2 separate regions of the Zea mays genome follow, and region 2 is linked to region 1. A link is a contact called in public Hi-C data. All regions are on one chromosome and are shown on one strand. Each heading gives the region's core, a stretch centred on a gene start, on an enhancer-like site or on the middle of the called end of the contact. The rest is flanking DNA. Distances are from core to core; before and after follow the strand shown. Region 1 holds the start of LOC100191991 (serine/threonine protein phosphatase regulatory subunit Bbeta isoform). Region 2 has its middle 110 kb from the start of LOC103638455.

Region 1 (6,278 bases), core at 2,088-4,587:
ACTCTGCTTATCTGTTAGAATCTTATTCTATCTATTTTAGGACTCTATCTGTCTCTTTTATTTTAATAATATTGTTGTCATATTTATACTCCTATAGTACTAGTTATATTAGACCTCTAATTTAAATAATTCTTAGAATATATTTTAATTTAAATTTTAAATTAAAATTTTGGGTGTTACACGTGAGTTTTAAAATGAGGATTTTTCTTAAATATATTATTGCATCGGATTGTCCGGTGCTGCCCAGAAGGGGAGATTAAATTTTGAGTTGCTTTTAAGGTGTGTTGGCATAAATCACCAAAAAGGGAGAGATTGAAAGGGAAATGTGCCTTTGGGCTATTTCTAAATGTTTTGGTGATTAACTGCCCAACACACCACTATAAACTAATCATCTTGGTATGAGCATGAGCATATGTTCTAATTAAGCAAATTGAAAATGCAAAGTCCAAATGAGTTGGATTAAAAGACAAAAAATGCAACCTTGTGCAAAACTACAAAATCAGGAGATTTAAGTGTTTAAATAAGTTGCACTTACTGTATACTATGTTTCTTGCATTGCTATTTGGTTACTAACTTTTATGTGCAAGTAAAGTGGCATTTGGACTTGAGTTTGCACATATTGCAAACCCTCAAAGAAGTTTGGCACAAAAGAGTAGAAGATGGGCTGGTCTGGATAGCACCGGATAGTCCGATGCAACATTGCGGAAAACCACAAAAACAAGAGGTTTAAGTGTTTAAATAAGTTGCACTTACTTTATACTATGTTTCTTGCATTGCTATTTGGCTACTAACTTCTATGTGCAAGTAAAGTGGAATTTGGACTTGAGTTTGCACATATTGCAAACCCCTATGAAAAGATGAGAAAAAGGAATGATTCTATCACTAGTCAATTGATTTAGTTGCTACAAAATTTGTCTAAGTGCTAGGGATCACCTCAAGTGAAGCTAAAAGAAGTCAAAGAAGTTTGGCACAAAAGAGGAGAAGATGGGTTGGTCTACACAGCACCAGACAGTCCGATGCAACACACCTGATAGTTCGGCGATTGTACGGCCGAAGAGGCCGCTCTCGGGTTCGGACGGGTCCCCTTGGCTATAAATCATTGGACAGTCCAGGTAGAGCGCCGGACAGTCTGGTGTGATGAATAGCCAACGAATATCATCCACCTCAGTAGGTTCCAATGGCTAGGTGGGTCACCGAACAGTCCGATGCACCCCACCAGACAGTCCCGTGCCCACCCGAGAAGGATAACACCCAATCAATGATGTTGTAGTCGTTGCACTGTAGCTGTTCGGTGTGCCACTGGACAGTCCAATGCACACATAGACAGGGAAGACTGGGAGCTTCCAAATGAAGCTTCAATGACTTCTAGGCCCTTTGGGGCTATAAAAGGACATACTAGGCGCCATGCAGAAACATACCAAGCATTCTAAGAGAACACTATAACTCCGAGACTCTGTGACCACGCTGTTTGAAGTGTTTGAGAGATTTGAGCGCGTTTTTGAGCTGTAACTCTGTCGTTCTTGTTCTTATGCTCTTTTCTTCACTTGTGCGTGTGTTGTTGTTGCGATTGTGCTCTTGTATGCGTGTTTTTACTCCCCCTTACTCCAATTTTGCTATTGATCACTTGTGTAAGGCGTGAGAGACTCAAATTTGTAGAGATTCCTCACAAACGAGATTGATATAAGGAAGAACACCATTGCACTCAAGTTTGATCTTTGGATCACTTGAGAGGGGTCGAGTGCAACCCTTGACCGAAAGAGGTCACCATAACGTGGAGTAGGCTTTGGTCGAAACACGGGAAAAATCGCCGTGTCTCTCGTCCATTTACTTTACTGCGATTTCCATCTTCCTTGAGCATGAGCTTCACTTACATATTGCTCCTAGTTTAAAACACATCTCAAGTGAGCAATCAAGTGAATAGTCTTTCTTTCTCTCCTCTTCTCATCCAAACTCGGTTTTTAGTTTCTCTAACCAATAAATTGGACCAAGTTTGTGTTGTTTTAATCAAGTTTTGCAGGATCACCTATTCACCTCCTTTAGGTGCTCTAAAATGTCGTAACGTTTTGAATCCTATGAATTTAAAAACTATAGAGAACTACAAGATGACATGTTTGGATGAAGCATATAAAACACATGATTTTTTTGGGAGAGATTTTGACATAAGAAACTTTACCTGTTTACCATGGGGTTCAACATCAAATAGATTCTTATAGTTCCAATGAAACAAGCCATTCCATATGAATTCCGTAGGATTTATAATGACCCATTTCTTTGTTCTAATTTCTTTAATGACTTGATAGCAAATTAGCAAATAAGATTACAATCTTCTAGGTTTCCTCTACTTTCCCTTTCTTGCAAATGTGTTGAATCACTTACGTTTTATTTCTTTGGCATAAGTTGTATACCACACTTATATTGCCACACGGTGATTGGTTTCAAGGACTACAGTTTATTACATACCACATCAAATGTTTGAATGTTAAATATACGTACTAAATATAGTTTAATTGAAAAATATAGATGAAGACTAAATAATGAAACAAATTTTAAAGCCTAATTAATTTATTATTAACAAATATTTACTATAGCATCACATTAGCGAATCATGAAATAATTAGGCTCAATAGATTCGTCTTGTCGTTTAGTTTTTATCTGTATAATTAGTTTTATAATTAAATTATATTTAATACTTCTAAATAACATTTAAACATTCGATATAATAAGTGCTAAACTTTAACTGAGATAAACGAACGGTCCTTAATCAACATGTTGAAAATTAGAGATGACATGACCTAGTGATGGCTAGAGCCTGTTACATACAATAGTCGAATTCTATTAGTCGAATTCTTTCACATTCTCCGTGTAAGGCCATCATCAGCATCTTATTCATTTTTACCCCTATATTCAAACTCCACTCAACAAATAGTCCGTGTAAGGCTATCATCAGCATCTTATTCATCTTTATCCCTATATTCAAACTCCACTCAACAAATAGTATAGTGTACTATGCAAAATATTGTAAAATAGTGTTTTGAGTGACATATAAGTAGAGATGGTAATGGATCATCCATAGATCTTTCTCAAAAAGTTAGGACCCTTAAATAATGTTAGTTCAAAATAAATAGGAATATGATTTGATCCTAATTAGATTTGATTTTTAAAAAGTTTGTAATGCAAAATCTAGAGTCTATTACCACCCTATATGTAAGTGAATTGCTCCATACGGTCTAAGGAAAGTATTTTGTTCTTTCGCAATGGTCCAAACGTAAAAGCCCCACCACGTCACTTCACAAAAGAAATATGTTCACAAACACAAGCACACCAGAGTAGGGAGACGCAGGACGCACAGAGCGACAGAGGAGGGAGACCTCGCCCGGTCGCTCCACCCCTCGCCCACATCACTTCGTCTCTCTGGTCGCATCCCACCCCACACCCCTCCTCTCCCATCTCCGCTCGATCTCCCATTCTTCCTCGTCTCCGCCGCCGTCTGCCCCACCTCCAACCAACGCCCAACGATCAGTATTCCAGAAGCTTCCCCGGCAACCTTCGTCCCCGTCCCGGATCCGGGGCGCCCCTGATGCGGTGCCCGCGCGGCGCGATCGCGTGACGGACGGCCGCCATGGATCCCCCAGGCCGCGGCGACCAAGGCGAGGCGCCGCAGCCGCAGCCGCTGGAGTGGCGGTTCGCTCAGGTCTTCGGCGAACGTGCCGCGGGCGAAGACGTCCAGGAAGGTACGCACGTGCGCATGAGCTCAAGATCCGCTCGATTTGTGGAGGCTCTGGGCTTGGCTGCCCCGATGCCCCCCCCCCCCCCCCCCCCCCCCTGAAGTGGTGGGAATCAATAGGGCTAGTGTTGAGATTGGAGTTCTGCAGGATTGATGTCTTATAGGAAATGCACAGCAATGATGGCGCGACCCCGTCATGGCTTTGGATCGTGTTCGTGTAGGACTACCACGGTGCGTGTAGAATGGATTCGGAGGGTTAGTTTGATGTCCTACTGGCAGAGTGGGCCTTGTGAGAAGCGTGAAGCTCAATTTTCTGCACTCCGAGAGTTTGTTTGGCTACAAACACAATCCTTTTTAGCCTTCAGATGGCTTAACCGGGCAGATGCTAGGCTGACTGGGGTTTGAGTAACGTGGTCACAGATAGTTGTCTTTATTTTGTGTTTTAAAGAATGCAGAAAGGTGGTAAGAAGCTCTGGAGCTTGTGAACTCCTCTGGCTTCAAATTTGTGGGATATATGTTGCTTAAGGAGTTTCATTAGCATGTGGTATCATAGTGCAAACTTGAACTGAACTTAAGAGGTTGGTTGATCTCATGAAATGAAAAACTGGAAGAGTTTATAAGTGTCTATAAAAGTAATGTGTTTCTTGTCTGTTTGTGGTTCAGCATCTGCTTTTGGCTTGTTGCCTTATAGGAAACTTGCAGTCTAAAGTTCTGCAAGGATGATTTGCCATTGGCACATGGTCCTTATTCTCTTTTAATTGTTTTGGACATATGCTATCTGGATGGAGACACTATATGTGGTCCATCTGTGAAATTCCTTATATCACAGAGCCACATTGGTCCAGTTGTGTTCGTTTGATAATTTCCTTTAGAGAAAAATAGTAGCTTTCAATGTGTGGAACTGATGACTGATGTTTCTTAGTATGGAAACTTTGGTTTCAGAATAGTCTGGGAAGAGAGGTTATGTTGCAGCAGTGGATGCTTCTTAGACATCTTAGTATGGAAACTTTAGAGTTGAACATAATGCTTTGCATGACATGGAGATTTTGTTTTATACTGAGGATTTACATCATGAATTAGGCTTATTGATCATTCAATAAATAACCTTTTTTTAGTTCGGGACTTGAAGGATGTCAACTATGTACCATACACTGATATTGTCATCTAAACCTAGTTCCCTTCCACACCTGCTCTGCTCTTTAATAAGTGAGGAATTTCACTTCGTGTGAGTGTAGAATGTCGCCTTGCATGTTGATTTAACACTCTTCTTTGTTTTCAGTTGACATCATATCTGCAATTGAATTTGACAAATCTGGTGACCATCTTGCCACTGGGGATAAAGGAGGACGTGTGGTTTTATTTGAAAGGACAGATGTTCGGGATGTAAGCACCACATGTATGAACTTATCTTGGTTTTGATTTTAATATTTTTCCCTAATAAGTTGTTATACCAGCAGAATGCCAGCCAGAGAGAACTGGAGAGACAAGATGTTCCAGTTACTAGACACCCAGAGTTCCGCTACAAAACTGAATTTCAGAGTCATGAACCTGAGGTTAATAAGCAGTTTTTCTGTCATTTTCTTTAGAGGTTCCTCTATTGCCATATAGTTGTATTGATACAAGAAAGCTGAGAAGTTGGTGATGTTAATAACAACTCCAATGAAAAAATAACTTTTATTTTGCATAGGCCTTAGTACTATGTTTATGTTTCATAATTGCAGTATGCAGTTCTGATCATAAAATCAAGCATTGCTGTATGCCAGTACCATGTGCTATTCTTGTTTCCTTTCAAAAATTAATGGTAGATTGAAGTTATGTCAGGGTTCCTATTTTTTATGTAATTCTTGTAGTTTGACTACCTCAAAAGTTTGGAAATAGAGGAAAAGATCAACAGGATCAAGTGGTGCCAGACAGCCAACAATGCTCTCTCCCTTTTGTCTACAAATGATAAAACAATAAAATACTGGAAGGTATGGATGCAAGTTACTTCTAGAAGTGCTTTCCAATTTTCTAACAGCGTCAATTTTTAATCCTAATCTCGTACTTAAATCTTTAGTGTAAATCTAGCCCTGATGTAATGCAACTGCGTAAGTTGTTGAGTATTAGCACCCCAATTTTTCTCATTTTTGGTATTGTCGTGGAGGTTTATGTTGAACTAAGTCTTGGCATTTCTAGAAAATAATTATTGAAATGTATGCCAAACTGGGCTTGTTAAATACATAAATTTGATCGTGATACCAATCATATAATTTATTACTACATTTTGAATTTTGTGGACAAAAAAGTGTACAATCTGTTATTTTGTTTAAATTATATGTGGCACCACTGCATTGCATTTTTAATTGTTTCTTCTATCAATTGCAGTCTGTTTTTTTTTGCTTTGCTTACTCATTGCTTTAATTACTGTACAGGTTCAAGAGAAGAAAGTAAAACGATTTGCAGTCATGAATTTGGACAGTTCCCAAAGTGCAGGAAGTAGTACCACTGCTATTGCAAGTACCAGTAGTTCTAAGGCACCTCTTCCAAATGGTGGATGCTCTGATATGCTTGGTTG
Region 2 (6,278 bases), core at 2,433-4,932, 210 kb before region 1:
CCCTCAGGTAGCTGGACCGTGGCTACGTAGTTTGTAGCCACCGGCCGTCTTCTCCGACGAGGTAAATCCTCGGCCACAGGCTTACTGAAGATAGGGAGATAGGAGATTAGAGCAAATATCTTTCTTGACCTCCAAAGTGCAGCTTACATGGATATATATATATATATATGGCCCATGGCCCCAACTAATCAGCCCTATACTTTATGTTGGGGGCCTTCGGCTTCCGAAGGTCCTCAAAAACATGATTTGACAATGTTTTCCAAGTAAAGTATGCGAGCAGTTATCTTCGGAATCAGATTACGGGTATACAAGAGCATGGTCAAGACCAAGCTTGATTGGGATGAAAGGCGATCATGACGAAGGTTAAGACGATCACGAAGCTATGTGCAGAAAAGCTTCGGCGTGACAGCAGAAAAGGGGAACCGACTTAAAGATGAAAAGCCAAATTAGACCTCGAAGGATTACTATAGAGTTATTGATAAATGTAAAGGGCATTAATGTAATTTTACACGGGCTGCGTCCCGTGCCTATAAATAGATGAACAGTACTCACGTACTGTTCAGGCTGACTTGGCATTCGCTTTTTGCATCACGCCTGTACCTTTACTTTTCATCAGTCTGGAGGTACATTTATAATTTGTTTTCATGAATTTGATAGTAAAAATAAGTTGATGATAATATCTGTATTATTATTCGTATTTCATACATATGTTCTTCTTCATCATCTATCGAACTTACGAAGGTCTTTTCCCTTGTAACCTTCGTCCAGAATTCATTATATCCGAAGGGACATAATGTTTATAAGGACGAAGGACTTTAACATTTAACACTTTTCATGTTGCCTTGTTCTTAACTCTTAGCATTTGAGAACAAGTCCCCAACACTTTAGGATCTAAGCTAACACTAACCCTTATCTTTCCTAACTTCTCTCCTGGCGGTTACCTGACCTATCCAACCAGGCCGGTTGCTTCCAGCGTGTTGCTTTTCTCGGCTTGTACCTGTGCCGCACGCTCAGCCACCCGCCATACATCCCTAGCCGTACGGCGCCGGGCATACTTGAGTCCCCACATGACAACATTCCTAAGAGAAAGGGGGAAATATAGCACTAAGTACCAATAAGAAGTGATTCCTCGCCAAGCAAATAGCTAATATAAATAGCAAGAAAAGCATACGCTAGGTAAAATATAACTAGCTGTAGTTTTCTACGACAGGAAGGATATGTATGATGACATGTGGCAACAACATCGTAGCCATAGTGCACTCAATTGTCGTTTCTAATAACAGAGCTAACCTGTCAGTATGTTAGTGCAATTTCAATCCAAACCATTGGACCATAAATCCTACAGTTACCATGTAGGCCACCAGGATCATATGTGGACAAGGCTAAGAGAAGTCCAGTTAGAAGAAAACAGGCTGCTACAGACATCTGTGGTTGTGAGATGCAACAAAGTATAGAATTTTGTCGGCTAATCAGTGGAGTGGGTCTCACACTCCATATTTTGATAAACAAAAACTTAGCCAAACATACTGGTTCTTAGACAGCCCATTTGCCCCCCACCCCCCAGCACTAAGTACCAATAAGAAGTGATTCCTCGCCGAGCAAATAGCTAATATAAATAGCAAGAAAAGCATACGCTAGGTAAAATATAACTAGCTGCAGTTTTCTACGACAGGAAGGATATGTATGATGACATGTGGCAACAACATCGTAGCCATAGTGCACTCAATTGTCGTTTCTAATAACAGAGCTAACCTGTCAGTATGTTAGTGCAATTTCAATCCAAACCATTGGACCATAAATCCTACAGTTACCATGTAGGCCTCCAGGATCATATGTGGACAAGGCTAAGAGAAGTCCAGTTAGAAGAAAACAGGCTGCTACAGACACAAAGTATAGAATTTTGTCGGCTAATCAGTGGAGTGGGTCTCACACTCCATATTTTGATATACAAAAACTTAGCCAAACATACTGGTTCTTAGACAGTCACCCCCCCCAACTAACATACTGATTTTGTCCCTACTTCCTTTTCACTGGTATTTCCAAGAATTATTTCCACATACAAGCAAATGATGGGTGGTTTATCTAATGATACCACAGTATTGTAGCTATATGAAAGACCAGTGCTGTTTGGTTCAAAAAATGTAACGCAAATGGTAATGGTTTACGATCGATTACTAGTGGTAACAAATTTGAATAGGCTGGTATCAATTTTTAGTATGGTATCTGATTACGGTTGGACTAAAACAAACATGATTTAACGTTATCAGTTACCCATTGCGTTACAAACATGTGAACCAAACGGTACCTATTTAGTAGCACTGGATTTCACAAACAGCGTGTGTATTCTGCATTCCTCACACGATGTATGAACGAAGCTAGAACAGCATACACTCACAAAAAAGGGGGCTTTAAATCCATCAGGCCTTACTCCAAATGAATTTGCAGTCATGCCTAGAGTTTAAGTTTCTTCCACATAGCGAGGAAGGATTTAGTGGATGGAACATGGCTAGGAAGCCCAGCTAAAGTGTTAAACAAATGGTGATAGCAATTAATTAAAAAGAAATAAAGGGGGCAGTTAGGACACCCAAGCTACAACCCAAAAGTCTCAAAATCACATATTTATGGTTTCTTTTCTTCTGGTGATAAGCACGCACAAAGCAAGCGACTGATTACTTATTAAAGTCATCTGCAAGATAAACAAACTCATATAGGACCACATGACCAAACGAGGACCATAAACCGTCGAAAAGAAATCAGCATGGGCAAAGGCAGGTGGAAGCCAGCACCCACTTGAGAATGCAACAAAAAAAACATAGCACCGATGATACACGATGGCTGTCAATTCAGCAGACACTGAAGCAAGTAACAGGCCAGGTCTAGCAAATGATGACGTATCTCGGGAAGCAGCAGGGAAAAAAAGGCAAAGCGGGAAGAACTGCAAAATTCCGAGCAAAAATTAACACGAATCAAGAAGCAAGTGCGCCTCAAAGTTACAATCTAGGTGGTCGAACTTTAAATCAAAACTATGGTAAGCCGAATTCTGGTTCAACAAACAAGACATGTTAAATCCTACAAGAAAACAAGGCTCAAATCTGAAACCAATACTATAATGCACCCAAAATAAGCAAGCACGGTTAATGAAAATAAGGAAATGTTGCCCCACCCACCCCCCTGCAACAACTAAGCCTACGCAAAGAACTAAATCGAAACCGAACTAAACCCCAGCACATCAACTTCGCATCTTCCGGCTGTCCAATCCAAGCTACCCTGCGCGCCATCTCCCTTCCCTGCCCTCCCGAAGAACAGAAATCAACCGTAGCAGCGAAGAAAGCAAGGGAGAGTAGGGTGCTGCCCGAACCTTGCCGCCGAAGGAGATGCGCTCGACGTCCACCGACACAACAGAGCCGCCAGAGTCGCCCATATCCGCCGCCGCCGCCGCCGAGCGCACGGGCCTTGCTGTCAAGCAGGCGTGGCCTCTACTCTCGCTCCCTCTCCCTATCCTGCCGCCTCCGGTTTCACCTACTACCACCCCTTCTTCCTGTCTCCAAGATGCTCCGGCCGCCGCTTGCTTGCTTTCCCACCTTCGCATCTTGGAGTTTTTGGCCTTCGCTTATAAACCGAGCGTCTTCAGCAGCGCAGCGCTACCTGCGTTTTAGCCCTGACAAGTTTCCGATTATTACGATCCAGTCCAGCTAACGGGGGAAGCTGAAACCGACAGGCCAAGCGTCCTCGTATATCTACCGCCGGTCAAGAGCACATTTTCCGCTGTACACTTTGACCGTTGAGGCTCTGAGTATGCTGTAAATAAATATCATATATACATTTTTCCGGACTCGGCTTTTAGCATATTTGTTTTAAAGGTATATTTTGATTTGCATGTATTGTTTGGAGACATGTAATTATTTGCCTATATTAAAAGACATATAACATTTTCCTAATTTATTATTTTTAAAATAACTATCTACTAACTATAATAGATATGGTCACTGGCAGTATAAAATATATAATCATAATTAAATGTGTTTTCTTTTTTCCCTTTTGTGATATCCATCACCATGGGCAAAGTTAACACTATCACAATTACTTATATCATGTTTCTAAATTTACAAATTTTCTATGTAAACCTATTCTCCTCCCACATGTAGGAACAGAGACAGGACTGAAATGCATTCGCTCGCCAGTTTTACAACCAAATCCAGTTTTATAGCCAAATCGAGGTTGGCGCCACTATTTCGCGCCCTAGTTCTCTCGGCACCCCAAGACGAGGAATGTGTCTTTGTTGCTCCCATCGTGCTGCAACATGTGTTGTCGTCTTGTCCGACACCTTTGGTGGATGTAGCAGGGAAAAGCCTTCCCCATGGGCAAACTAGGAGACGCTGAGCTAGTGGCCCTGCACAAACCAAGAGAGCGTGAAGTTGGTGGCCCTAAGCCCTGTCGGCGACAAGCTCAGGGCGACGCCCTACAGGTTCGCCACTCTACTACTCCTTGCAAACTGCTACTTTGTGTTGGTATATGAGGTGAAATATGCATGCGGAGACGATTCAGGGCAGGGACCTTTGGAGACGATTCAGGACAGGGCAATTTTTGTGGTTAGGTTCTGATTGATTCGGAGGTCCTATGCGATCTTTTGTTTTTGGGGAAATTAGGGATATTGATGTGAAAATTAGTCTTCTTTTGGTTTATGTCTTGTATTAATTCTTTATAATTTGTTTTGGTGGCAGCAATATATTCAGCAGTAAGTTCTCATAATTCATGCAATTATGTATATAAGTAAGCTCAGGTCATAGGCGCTTGATTCTTTTGCATGTTATTTCAGTAATGGAAGGAGATGGTGCCTATTTCACCAATTTTAACATTTTTAGTGGTTTGACGATTATCACAACTCAATTCATAATGGACTTTCCAAACATTATAGCTTATGTAATTACTCTAGAATGCTCAAGTTTTCAATAAACATAAACAAAAATATATTAATTTGATACAAAAAAAATATTTACATTTTTCTAGGCATGGAAATTATGGGAAGAGTGAAATGCGACAACATTGGTGGACTCATTTGTTGCTGAAAGTTGTTCACTCCATGAAGACTTTGTAAAGGTTAGTATTGAACTTTACAAACGTAAGAGTATGCATCCTTTCTGTATAGAAACACATATGGCCATTTAATAAAAAATAGTGTTATATAAATAAAGTAACTAACTACATAACAACAAAGTATTCTTATCCTTAACAGTTTACGGACCAAACGAAGACCACCAGTAAGCTTAAAGGAAAGACTATTATGGCCTTAATCGGGTCTCCTTCAAAAAGGTTATACTGCTAAATATATACCTTCTATTTAGTATAGTCATTCCCTTAAATATGCTTTCTCCTATTAGTTACTCCAAATATCCATTTTTCCTACCAGCAATGTAAGAAGTGCAAAATGAGCTTTTATAGCTGGATGTCTAGGAAAATGACCTTCTATTTAGTTTAGTTTATTTAGAACTAGATGTTGGATCCATATTGTATTGTCTGTCTATGAATTTCCTCTTGTTGTCTAGGAAAATTAAAGCTACATTTTATTGGAACTAAATAAGTTTTTTTTGGACTTTATGGTGTTGAGGTGCTCATTGATTTCTTTTCAAATGACTCTACTACTATTCTATAATAGTTTGGTGGATGCAGGTTTTTTACATCCAGTTTCATCTTTTGGAAATCGATAATCAATGAAAGAACATATTGTTCCTACAGGTTAATCCATTCTGTCATTATAGCAACCATGATTGATACACTGACTATGATACACAATGATTATGGTACTTACTATCAAACCTTCATCATGCAAAATATGTTGCGGTTGTGTTCTACTCTATAAAGAAGAGTGCATTAGTGGTTGCACAGTATACTAATGGTTAGCTTTTATAGTTGTTAGGAATAATGCATACCCATTATGACTTTAAACATGGGTATTGTGTGAAACTCAAAGGTTTGGCTATTTTTACTTAATAGAATAGTCTACTTATAGAAAAATTTAACCCCTTATCCACCCCAAAATGGTCATAGGAAAATACATTTATTGTTGAATATGTACTACCAAGCATAAGGTAGTTTATTTTGGTTCTTTCCTATCAATTGGTAAGTGTTTATTTTCTTAGTATTGTATCTCTATTGGAAAATTCTGATTATATGTTGCATGATGAACCAATTGTATTCAACGGAGGGAACTACCAACCATGTATAGATTTAAATTTCTTTTCTGCTTTTTTAGCTGATATGCTTTTGATTATGGATTGTTG

What was found. A called contact is a pair of places that touch in the nucleus more often than the background predicts.
Region 2: a Hi-C map of leaf shows a contact between it and region 1, with 4 times the contacts expected there. The contact joins the enhancer-like site here to the promoter of LOC100191991 in region 1. A contact is called at or near these places in 10 of 25 Hi-C or Micro-C datasets (ear, endosperm, leaf and 3 more) and 1 of 3 datasets of contacts at active chromatin or transcription factors (leaf).

The regions. Positions count from the first base shown.
Region 1 is chr9:74,451,006-74,457,283 of Zm-B73-REFERENCE-NAM-5.0, reverse strand. LOC100191991 (serine/threonine protein phosphatase regulatory subunit Bbeta isoform) reads left to right here and starts at 3,337. Exons shown (of 14, transcript NM_001137415.1): 1 at 3,337-3,731; 2 at 5,004-5,107; 3 at 5,182-5,277; 4 at 5,575-5,694; 5 at 6,136-6,278. The coding sequence starts at 3,620.
Region 2 is chr9:74,662,050-74,668,327 of Zm-B73-REFERENCE-NAM-5.0, reverse strand. No RefSeq gene overlaps it. Among protein-coding and RNA genes, the nearest start is that of LOC103638455, 110 kb to the right of the region's middle. Within about 2 kb of position 3,682, at least 17 of the 20 cell types and tissues checked have an H3K27ac peak or open chromatin away from gene starts, as enhancers often do. A contact at or near this core is called in ear, endosperm, leaf and 2 more, where this site is marked.